Regions from separate parts of the Anser cygnoides genome. Here region 1 is linked to region 2. The links are chromatin contacts, called in public Hi-C maps. All regions are on one chromosome and are shown on one strand. The core of a region is the stretch at or near the end of the contact, and the rest is flanking DNA. Distances in the headings are between cores, read along the strand shown.

Evidence for each region. Hi-C and Micro-C count contacts between places; a contact is called where the count stands out from the background.
Region 1: a Hi-C map of liver shows a contact between it and region 2, with 2.5 times the contacts expected there. The contact joins the promoter of IFIH1 here to the enhancer-like site in region 2. A contact is called at or near these places in 2 of 7 Hi-C or Micro-C datasets (both in liver).

Annotation. Positions count from the first base shown.
Region 1 is chr6:24,208,060-24,214,152 of Taihu_goose_T2T_genome, forward strand. IFIH1 (interferon induced with helicase C domain 1) reads left to right here and starts at 3,540. Exons shown (of 16, transcript XM_013171142.3): 1 at 3,540-4,556. The coding sequence starts at 4,113.
Region 2 is chr6:24,038,424-24,043,905 of Taihu_goose_T2T_genome, forward strand. All of the region lies in intron 2 of KCNH7 (potassium voltage-gated channel subfamily H member 7), which reads left to right. The region is part of intron 5 of LOC106029940 (a long non-coding RNA gene); the gene reads right to left. Among named protein-coding and RNA genes, the nearest start is that of KCNH7, 63 kb to the left of the region's middle. Within about 2 kb of position 2,053, at least 2 of the 3 cell types and tissues checked have open chromatin away from gene starts, as enhancers often do. A contact at or near this core is called in liver, where this site is marked.

The sequences.
Region 1 (6,093 bases), core at 2,290-4,789, 170 kb after region 2:
ATTGTGAAAAAATAAGCCACATTGATGAAGACAGGCAGACCCACACAAATTCCTTGGCCACATTACCTCATTTGTACCAAGAATAATTTGCTTACACGCTGCATGTCATGAAAGAGTACAGAAATCATCTTCCTTCTGAAGAAAGTGAAATATGCTATTTGCAATGGTTAACACAAAGCCAGATTTCATCCCCTGCAATGATAAAGTAGGATTAATAGTCTTCTGTGATACCCAGGGAAACGTTATGCTTTTCATTTACACTTTCCCTAACTCCAATGAAAAATTAGATGCTCATTGTAGATCCTCCCATATTCAAACCATGTTATAAAGTCTCCATAGGGGCAGGCCTCTCTCAGATACATGACATATTTCTATGGGTCTACGTTACCTCACCAGTCACTGGTAATGGAAGCAAGCCACTCCTAAGAGGACAGCAAATCAATACCTTGTTTTCTGTGTTACACAGAGTAAAACAACCTTATCTGATAGTCACAAAACCCTGACAAAGAACATGCCTTCAGACTGAGATTCCTCTTGGCCTCAGAAATACTTTAAGACACTTTAGGAAGTTGAGTGTGCATATATACACACATATACATATATAAAAATAAACACTGAAAACTATTCACTGAACTAGTTGGATCGAGGCAGGTCTTTGGGAAAACAGGAAGGAAAGAGGCTTGGTTTTAGCCCCAAGTGTTGAGTTACTCGTTAGTGCAGCTGCAAATGGCTCCTGTGGATCACATGAAGAAGGACCTTTATTATATTGCAAAAGCAGCCTCAGATCTACACTTCTGAGAAAAGCAAAGTCCTCACTGCCACTAGTACAACCTGTGCCAGTTTTCTAAGAGTAAATTTCAGACGTAGCACTGCGTAACATGAGATGCTTGGATCCCTAAATACACAGCATCACTATTAAAAGATTTAATTTTAACTAACAATGACAAAGGAGACACATGCAAAGACCTGGTTTGTTTAAGCAGTCTGGAAGCTGCTAAGCACCAGTGTCATGAAAACTAAGTGACAAGGCCCTATAGCAACTGTGTTTAGGTTGAGCAGCCAAACAACACAGAAAAATATTTATTCTTCTTTCTTATGCTGTAGCCACAAGTACCCTTCTTCAGCTCTCCTATTGCTCAAGGACATGTAACGCAAACAATATCCAAGCCTTTCATGTTTGTTTGTGCTATAATGGACGCTGTGCTTTCCCAAACACTACAACTCGTTTTCAGATATACTACCCGCCCTTCCTAAAACTCTTTTCAGAAAAGGCAGTTTCGTTTCCACCGCCCCTGCCGGGCACACGAAGCCACAACACTACTGCAGCCCCTCTGCGGAGCTAGGGCTGCCCTGGTCCGCAAGCAGCGCCGAAGGGGAGCGAAACGGAACGGCGAGCAAGACCCTGCCAGGGCCGAAGGCACGGAGTCGCCGTGATCTTAGGCTCGGCGGCCCCAAGAGGCGGCAGCCCCGGCACTGAGCTCCCCCCTTCCTCTCGCACACCCCCAAACCAGGCCCGCCCGCCGCCACCTCGGCCGCTGCTGTTGGCCGCTACGCGCCTGCGCGGCGCCGCCGGGGCGGTGACGGGCGGTGAGGAGGGGCTCGGCGCGTTGCGGCCGCCTCGGCGGGGCGGGGGAGGGGATGTTCTGTTTATGCTCGTGCTTTAATCATAGAGTCATAGAATGGCCTGGGTTGAAAAGGGCTTTAAAGATCATCCAGTTTCAACCCCAGTGCTCTGGGCTGCGTTTCCAACCACTCGAGCAGGCTGCCCAGAGCCTCATCCAGCCTGGCCTTGAATGCCTCCAGGGATGGGGCATCCACGACCTCTCTGGGCAACCTGCTCCAGAGCCTCACCACCCTCTGAGTGAAAAACCTTCTCCTAATTTCCAACCTAAATCTCACCTGTCTTAGTTTAAAACCATTCCCTCTTGTCCTATCACTATCAACACATATAAACAGGCATTCCCCCTCCTGTTTATATGCTCCCTTCATGTACTGGAAGGCCGCAATGAGGTCTCCCCAGAGCCTTCTCCAAGCTAAACAAGCCCAGCTCCCTCAACCTTTCTTCATAGGAGAGGTGCTCCAGCCCTCTGAGGATTAAGCTTTGCCGTGTGGCCACCCCCCCGGCCATGGGTTGGGTTTCCCCCCGGGGCCAGGAGCTGCCCATGGCACTCTGCTGGAGGCTGTGGTTGTCAGCCCCGTGGCTGGTATCAGCCCAGTCATGAAGGGACGGAGGGCTCGGCAATGGCTGAGGCGGGGAGGAGTGCAAGCATCCAGCTAGGGGATGGCAGGAGAGCAGGAGGTCAGCCATTACTTGTTCAGCTTAGTAGCAGCAGGGATAACATCAAGTAATGTTGGTCTGCTTGTCCCTCTAAAGCCAAATAAGTGCCCTTCTGATGTCTGCAAACTCCTTGAGCCTGTAAAGGACTGTTCTGGTATAAATACACAGGGCCTTATTTGCCACTGCTATGTATGCAACATGTGAACGAAACCCTGGCCTGTCATCTAAAGAAAGTAATGACAGCAGAAGAAGTACAGGGGGCAGAAAGCAGAGTGACTTTCCCCAAAAGTCTTTCAAATGAAACTTGCGTAAAGCAGTAATCAGAAATAATGAAGAGTGAAACTTGAGAGAAGCAGAAGGGAAAGCAAGCAGTAAAATGAAAGTAAAACAAACTGGGAAACAAAGTAAGGAAACAAGATGCGTATACAACAATATAAGCAAGAGTGAAAACTCTGTGTGTCTTCAAAGATGGACAACAAAGCTGGTGAAGGGTCTAGAGAATGAGTCTTGTGAGGAGCAGCTGAGCGAGCTGAGGTTGTTTAGCTTGGAGAAGAGAAGGCTCAGAGGAGACCTCATTGTACTTTACAATTACCTTAAAGGAGGCTGTGGCGAGGTGGGGATCGGGCTCTTCTCCCATGCACCAAGTGATGAGGGGAAATGACCTCAAGTTGCGCGAGGGAGGTTTTATGTCAGATATTAGGAGAAATTTCTTTACTGAAAAGGTTGTGGGGCATTGGAACAGGCTGCCCAGGAAAGTGGTTGAGTCACCATCCCTGGAGGTATTCAAGAAACATGTAGATGTAGAATTTAGTAGCATGGTTTAGTGGTGGACTTTAGTACTAGGCTAAAGGTTGGACCTGATGATCTTAGAGGTCTTTTCCAACCTGAATCTCTGGAACACGTCTAACTGAACATGTTCTGCAGTATCACTGGATACTTGAGAGAGCATCAAAATCAATGTGAAGTAATTACAGGCACCATTTTGCTTTGAATCAGACCTAGAGGGCAAAGATTCCCAAAGTCTGGAATACCTACTGCTTGTACCAATGTATAAATAAATAAATAATATTCATCAGTGAAAAGATACCCCAAACCTCTAATTTTGCCTCGTTGGGGGCACTGTTAGAATTTAGATCACAGATTAAATGCCTTCATTTGAGTAGGATACAGTTCACAGCAACAAATTACTACTGGGTGGGGCACGAGAAGCAGGCAGCCAAACGTGTTCTGCTGGGCTGCACCCACAGTGCGTGCAGGAGCTCATCCAGTTCTGGTGTTTAGGTTTTAGGTTCAGCCTGAAAGACTAAGACCCAGAGACAGAATAAGATCAGATACATGGGTTCTGTAATGTGAAGTGTCATTTACAAGCTTAAGGAGATATAATCGGATCTGAAGTGTGCAGAGGGACTAATCCTGCGAGTGAAGGCAGACCACTCCAATCGCCTGGGGTCCCCACCTCCGCAGCGTCTAGTTCCTCCACACTAGTAGTGTGAGGCTGGAAAGGCACAGCTGCACAAATCGTTGGCACCCCAGCGAGCAGCACTAGAAACCCCCGTCTGGAAAGCGAAAGTTCCGCCTTTAAACCCACGCTGCCCGTTCAAAGTTTCCTTCCAAGCCTTTGGGAGCGACACTTCCCCGTGCCCGTCCCTCCAGGGGCTGGACAGCCGCACTCGGCAGCCGCCCGCAAACGAAACCGAAAGGGCTCGAAAGGAGCCGGCTTAAGGGGCGGCGACCTGCGGGCGGGCTGCCGGCGGACCCCGGCTGCGGCGCTCCCCGGCCGCCCCTGCAGTATCCCCCGACCCCGGCCCCGGCCCCGGGCACCGCCAGCGCGACCATGTCGGCGGAGTGCCGAGACGAGTGCTTCCTCTACATGATCTCCTGCTTCAGGCCGCGGCTGAAGCAGTGCATCCGGGTGCTGCCGGTGCTGGACTGGCTGCCCTCGCTGAGCCGGGAGGAGAAGGAGAAGGTGCGGGTGGCGGCGGAACAGCGGGGCGAGGTGGAGGGGGCCGAGGAACTGCTGCGCGCTGTGGAGCGCGGCCCCCGGGGCCAAGGTTGGTTCGCCGAGTTCCTGCAGGCGCTGGAGAAAGGTGGCTGTGACCTGGCTGCCCGCTACATGAACCCCAGCCAGCTGCCCTCACCCACCGAGGAGGCCGACCACGACCTCTGCGTGCACTTGGTGCAGCTGCTCCACGCCACCCTGGTGGATAGGATGCAGACCAGGCAGGTGGCCGAGAGGTGCCTGCAGATGGACATTTTCCAGGAGGAGGACCTGGAACGGGTAAGTGGCCCGTCCTCTCAGGCTGGGCACCAGGCAGTCCCACAGACACTGGTCACCCCCAGGAGCTGTGGGGCACCACAGCAAGAAGTGGCCTTGTGTGAGTGCAGAAAGCCAAAGGGTGGTACCCAAACCTGGGGGAAAAGACAGGTGGTGCTCCAGGTAAACTGCTGAACACTTACAGGTTGGCTAGCAGATGGGATGCCAGCTAACAACCAGGGGCAGACAGTAAATACCTTGAGCAGAGATTTAGAATAGATCAGTATGTAAGTGGAAGTAGTCTGGCCAACTTTACTGTGACTTACCATTTTGACAGATACCAGGCTCAGAAGATCAGTAAGTGTCTTTTGGCCTGTGAACCATACCAGAAAGTTGTGCCGGCCTGTAAAGTTCTAGAGAACATTTGAAGTAAAACAAGACCTCCCCTCACCTTTATTTTCTGCCTTAAGTTCACTAAGGAATATCACAGCCAGCAGCAGACTATAAAGCTGAGCAGAAATACCAATCTGACAAGAAAGAGCAAGTGAAGGGTAATGGCTTTGACAAAAACATTTGCCAGTGTTTTTCTCCATTGGGCCAAGAATGGCTTGCCTGGACTAGCGTGAAACTTACTTGGAACCAAAAAAGAAAAAAAGTAGATACCCTGAAACAGTATTAGAAGAAATATATATATAGTTGGCACAGGAATAAGACAAAAGATCACAAACTAATGGTGGAATTATGTCATACTTGCACTCTGAACTTTGCATCAACTGTTTAGGTACTTTAATGCTCACGTCAGTTAAATGAGAGTCATGTATATAATTTCATCTGATTGGTGACTGTTGGGGAGCAGCAAGGGCTAGCTGCACCCCACGAGCTGGGGAGCCAAGCATGGTAATGCAGCAGGTAGAGACAGGAATCTTTTAGGAGGCTATTGGCTCCATTCCTTAATGGGTGCACATGTTCCGTGGTCATCTTTATGCTGCTTGTATTTCTGCTTAAGTCGTTACCCTTCAGACCCTTACCAGTTTCAGCTCTGACAGGGCCTAGGCTTTCTTAATGAATGACATCCCAGGATGGTCTCGCTATATTCCTCTTTGTTTAACTCTTCCCTCCTCCCACTGCCCACACACCTTCTTCATGTATTCAGCCTCAGCCAGGGGGCTTTTACCCTGTTTGGCCAAACTTGAGCCGGCTGCTATGCCTACCCATTTTCTCGCATATCAGGATGGATGATTCTTGAGCCTTGAGGAAATTGCCCTTGAAGACTGAACACCTGTCTCAAGCAGCAGTACTTCTGAAACAGTGCTTTTCTTTTTTGTGAACACCTGCCCACTTTTGCTCATGACAACCTTGGAACACTTTTCTATAGCTTCTTTGACGGCAGTAGTCACTTTCAACAGGCTATTGTATCTTGTATTATTTTACTGCACTGTATTATTGTATCGTATTTTTAAGTGAGAATTGAGAAGTTGAAGCCAGTGTTTAAGAAGGGAAATGTTCCATTCTAAATATGAGGTCATGCCATAGATGAAGTGTGAGCTCTGGTATGCTGTAG
Region 2 (5,482 bases), core at 803-3,302:
AGATAATTCCCTGGTTTTGGTATTGTACAAATATATGAGAATGTGGGGGCAGCGGTCAGTAAAATCTCTTTTTGCCATAGTCTCCCAGAAAAGACAAGCAGTAAAAGTAGTTCACTTTGCAAATTTACTGTAAAGAGAAAACAGTAAAAAGGAGATATTTGGAAAAGAATATGAAGGAAAATTTTCCATTTTCTTTATTGTTTGTAATTTACTCTTCCACAGCTTTTTAATAGTCTTTTACCGCCAGAACATTGAAATATTTCACCAAAGTCAAATCAACTCCTGCTCACACCTTTCATACTGTATGCAAATACATTCAATATTATCTCAGATTTAGAGTTGGAGAAAAGAGACACAGATTTCTCTTTATACTGGCAACACCACTGCCTTGTGCAGTCAAGCTCAGAATCAAAATGTTTGCTTGTTAAATAAACTGTGTATCTGTCAGTATTGCTGTTGGAATAGACTGTAAGGGAAAGGGCAGCATTTCAAATATACACCACCCTTTAGTCTTCAATATTTGTCTTTTCAAACAGCAGAAAATAGTATTTATTATAACATACTTATTCAATTATTTTGGATTGAAACCTAAAGGATCTGTCATGTTTTTCTCCAGTAACCGTCTTTTTGATTCTTCTGTTCACTCAACAAGTGTATCTGTATCGTGCTTGTTACAGATGCATGCACTATCACTGAATGAGGCACTTCTGTAATTAGGAGCAGGGTCACTGTATTAGAGCAGTTCTCTGCCCACACTTACATACCTTGCTGAAAGGCATTGAAGCATGCTCCTGATGAATCACAGGTGGATGCATGTTCAATCTAATAACAAGTTCTCTTTCAATAGCACTATTGCAAATCTTGTGTTTACTAGTTAAGGCCTTTAGTAGTTTCTTATTTATGCATAAACATAGTCTGCCAATATCTTTTGTGATTGTGAGCTTACACTGTTCATCACTATCCTTAGTATTTTTTCTTATTAATAGCATTGTTGTTATCTAATTTCAGATTAAAAATCCAAAATACTTCCTCTATTAGAAAAACTCATGTCAGAATCTCCCAGTAATCTGACAGTTTCTGACTTCACTTCCAGACCCAAATCCAAATCTTACCAGAGACTTGGTTAGCATTCTCTTCAAAGTATTTGTATAAACTCATTTTCACTTCGTGTGCTCATGAAAATGAGGATAATGAGGTATAACTCTCTTGCGTATTTTCATTTTACACGGACTATGTTTTTGTAATAATATAAGTTTGCAACCATCTTTCCTGCTTAGGCTAACTGAAACACATGAAACTCATTATATTCTATTAACAAACTAAGACTACCTTCTTTCTGGAAAACTCTATCTGCAGTTAGAGAGTGAAAGGACTGTATTCATCTTTTTCCAGTGGTCTCCCATTACTAGAGTTTAAATTTAATCTCTCACATTTAGTGTTTCTCAGAGCTTTTAGATCTTCCACTCTTTCTCTCAGGTTATTTTCTTCAGCCTTTTTTTATTCCTGATACTATGTGCTATTCAGATACCAGATTGCACAAAAGATCATGAAATACTGAAACTACTCTAATTACTTCACCTTCCTATGATCTCTGCAGTGTCCTTCCTGAGTCCATCTGGATGTTAAATCCTACAGGTTCAGATCCAGTACCCAATGTATGGAATCATTCTCACTATAATGTGTGGAAGACATTTGCCTCACTGAATTCCTACACTACGTACTTGAATATTTCCAGAATTACTAGAAATGCTAAACTTTTGAAGCTGCACTTCATGACTTGAATGAGACTCAAACTGTGACTGGATTCACAGGGCATGTTGTCTCTGTTTCCTTTGTCAGTGTGCCTGTAAAACAGAAGGGTAAATTCTCATCTGCACAATAAAGCAAAGCTGCTGACTAAGTCAGCAAAACTGGACTTTTCAACAAACAGATTTTTTTAAATTACATGAATGTTAAGAAGCACCCTGCTAAGTTTACCACAGGGAATCATATCCTAAAGAGTCAGTGTGCTATTAGATTCTCTGCAGATTTGCAATGTTAATTAGAAAAATACAAATAATGTGCAAACCCCAGGCTCAGTATATGATCTGAGAAACTGAGCTAAGCACATATTTTTTCTTCAAGGTTGTAGAACAGTGAGAAAGGACACATCATTAAGAATTCATTTTGCATTTGAACACTGTCTTGCTCAGGGTGTGAAGTGAATCACACACCCAGCCCATCTACCTATCACCAGCTAACAAATAGAGTATCACAGAATCAGGCTAGTGCAGTATGTTCTTCCTGTTCTCAAATATAAAAGCTAAGTCAATAATTACTCTGCCTCTACCTCTGTGTATTTTTTGCTTTCACAGCAGACACTGAATCCATGTAGCCGCATTGATGTCAATCCCACCATTAAACCCTTGATCTCTGTATACTCACTTTGTTTCATGCATTGCCAAAGAGATCAACCCTGCAACTAGTTCCAAAGTATATAGGTAGTAAAAACTTCTGGTTAGGACGCTGCCATTGGCCCTTCTGTCTTTTTCTGACTGAGCTCTGTACACATGGGGCAGCTCTCAAAGTCAGCTGTCAAAAGCAGACCCAGCCACCAAAGCTGGGTTGGAACATTTCAAGATAGACATGGTCTCTCTAAGCAATATTTTCAGACAAGCAAGTAGAATCAGCCTTTTTTTTTTCCTCTTTTTTTTTTTTTTAACTCACAGGGACTATATTATAATTGGTAGGTGTCATTGTCATAGGTGTCATTGTCATCTTGAAAACTATTGTCTCCCATTTCTAAAAGCAGCTATTTGGTAAGTCAACATCAGTCACCATTCAACACATACTTAAGGTCAAAGTGTGGAAGGTACAAGAGACATCTGCAAAGGGAGGACAGAGTAGCAAAAGAATAATCTTCCTTTCCTTATATCTAGTTTTTCAAAAGTTTGAACACATGCCAGAGTCAACGAAAATGCAGCAAGGTCAGTCAACAAATGATCCACAGTAGAGTTGTACTGAAAGACACCCTGTCTTTGTCAACATTCTGTAAATGTTAAACTAGTTTTGGTCAAAGCCTCTGTCCAGTTCAGCCAGCAGTATGGGAACCTATTTGTCCCCAGATTTTTTTTGTGCTGCGGGCCCCACAAGGCTCTCTTCAAAGGAACCTGTCACTGGAGATTTCCACCTATACCAGAATTCAGAAGGAAGTAGAAGCTTTGGGGAGCTCTCATGAAGCAGTTTTGTTTCCATATATTTCAGAGTTTTGATGAACTCTGGCCACATGACCTGAATGTTAGGAAGGCTAAACATCATCCATAGGTGATGGTGAATTGATCTTGAAAGACATAATAGTAATCTGTGACTACAGCAAGTGTTCCATTCTTCAGCCAGGTCTTATCCTAAAATACTGTTACTAACTTATGGGTTCTGTTGTCAAACTAGATATACTTGCTTTATTAGCTTCCACTGAGAGAGGTATTTTAGTAATTATACAAAAGCCATGGTAGTGAATAATAAAAATGATGACTTTCTTCAAGCACTGAATTGTGAGTTTTACTAGAAAATGAAAATTCCTTTCTTCCATATGTCCCTGTTAAACTTTTTCTTGTTGTCATTCCAATTCAATTTTCTAACAGAGATTTAAAGAAACTCTGTTAATATCCAAGCACATAAATATGCATTTTGAAATATGTAATAATGCAATTAAAGGTACTCTAGACTTGAAAGACTCGTACAGCAGATAAGAGTGGTAAGAGCTCAATTTCAGAACAGAAATAAAAGTCTTTAGAAGTGTTTTCTTTTAGGTGTTTTCTTTAATATGTTTTTGAGCACCTCAGGGTTGTTGCCTAAGAAACCTTCCTTAGCAGATTATTTCACTCTAATTGTTCTACACGTTTTTCTCATCTCTCTGCTTTGTGTGTGTGTGACTGTTTATAGATTGATTACCATTATTCATATAGAATAATTCATCTCTCAACTCTGCTATTACCTCCAAGAAGTGTTTAATTTCTCGCCTACCTTTTATATCTATGAGTACCAAGATTATCATTTTCTAGCTAAAGTGCATTACATCATTTTTCTGTTTTAAGGAAATTGTGTTCATTTGGATAGAACACTAAATCCTTACAAAGTCATAGATTCATTTAGCTTCTGTGAGCAGTAAACTGAATGTTTATGCAAAATTACAAACAATCCTGATGAATTTTTCTATTAGTATTTTTATCTAGTTTCTATTTTTATTTTTACTTATTATAAATCATTTGTCCCGAAAACCAATTGGTGCTTTAGAATGTGATTCTCTTCCTTTTGTGAAAGGAATGACCTTTCCCTCCCCACATTTGCACACATATCTGCCAGTTAGCATTAGACAGGAGCATAAATAAAATATTTTGAGGAGCTGTGGATGAGATTTCACAGGCATTCTGGATGAGATGGAGAGTATTAAGGAATTTCTGTCAAAAGTGACCATTCCTTGGCATATGCTTAAAGACTGCACATGTGAAGGAAAGCAAGGCTTGCCTATGCCCCTGTGTGAGAGAACAGCAGCACAGTTCACATGTAACTAGAAGAAAACAAGACTGGCTAGCAGAACATGAAATGTAAAGCCTCTGTGTAGAAGGGGCTTCCATAATTTTGTTTTTTCTACAAGGACTAAAGTGCTCATCTGAGTCTAATTAAAAGCTTGAGGAATTGCAGAGTTTCTTTAACTGAAAGAACTGGCTATAAAGTTCTTCCATATCTTTCCCTACTGGCTGTAAAGTCAGATAAAACAGGCTATATGTTAAAGTATAGAATTGTTGGTAGCTTTCAACAGAGTTTTCATGCAGTATCTGGAAAGAGAACTGTGCTGATCTTTGTGAATCTTTCAAGACAATCCAAAGGTGGAATTGCTAGCAAATAAAACGTTCTGTACAGTACCTTCTGTCTTTCACTGCTCCCTCACTAAGTCGTTAATGAGGCTTCTTGAGTATTGTGTAAGTTTAACCATAAAGAAAAAGGTGAAAGAAAGTAAAAATGTTAAGTTTCTATTTTATTTTATTTCTCATGTTGAGTATAGTTCTGTTAATATTTACAGAATCTGATACTATGCTGGAACAGCACAATATACTTTCTTGAATCACAGTTTTTTATTACAATTAATACCCCAATGAGCATTGTGTTTCCATGTAGCTCTGTAAGTTTATGGCTTTTTTAGGAGCCCTTTTAGTCTAGTCCTTCCATAAATGTGCCCCTACTTGTTTAAAGAAGCATAGCAAAGTTTCATGAAAAGCTGAGTGGAAAGATTAAGTGAGGCGAGATTTCAGGGTGGAATTACATTTTATCTTTCAGAAGTGATGGAGGTTATAGCCAAGGCTGTGGATACTTTTTTGGGAATGGTAAAACTTTCCTGCCAAGATGGTAGTGGTCCAAGCTACAAGACAAAGTACAGACTAGGATGTTCCCAAGCTCAGAAATCATCCAAGACTTATGATGCAGAAAGTTTAGTAGTTACAAGAAA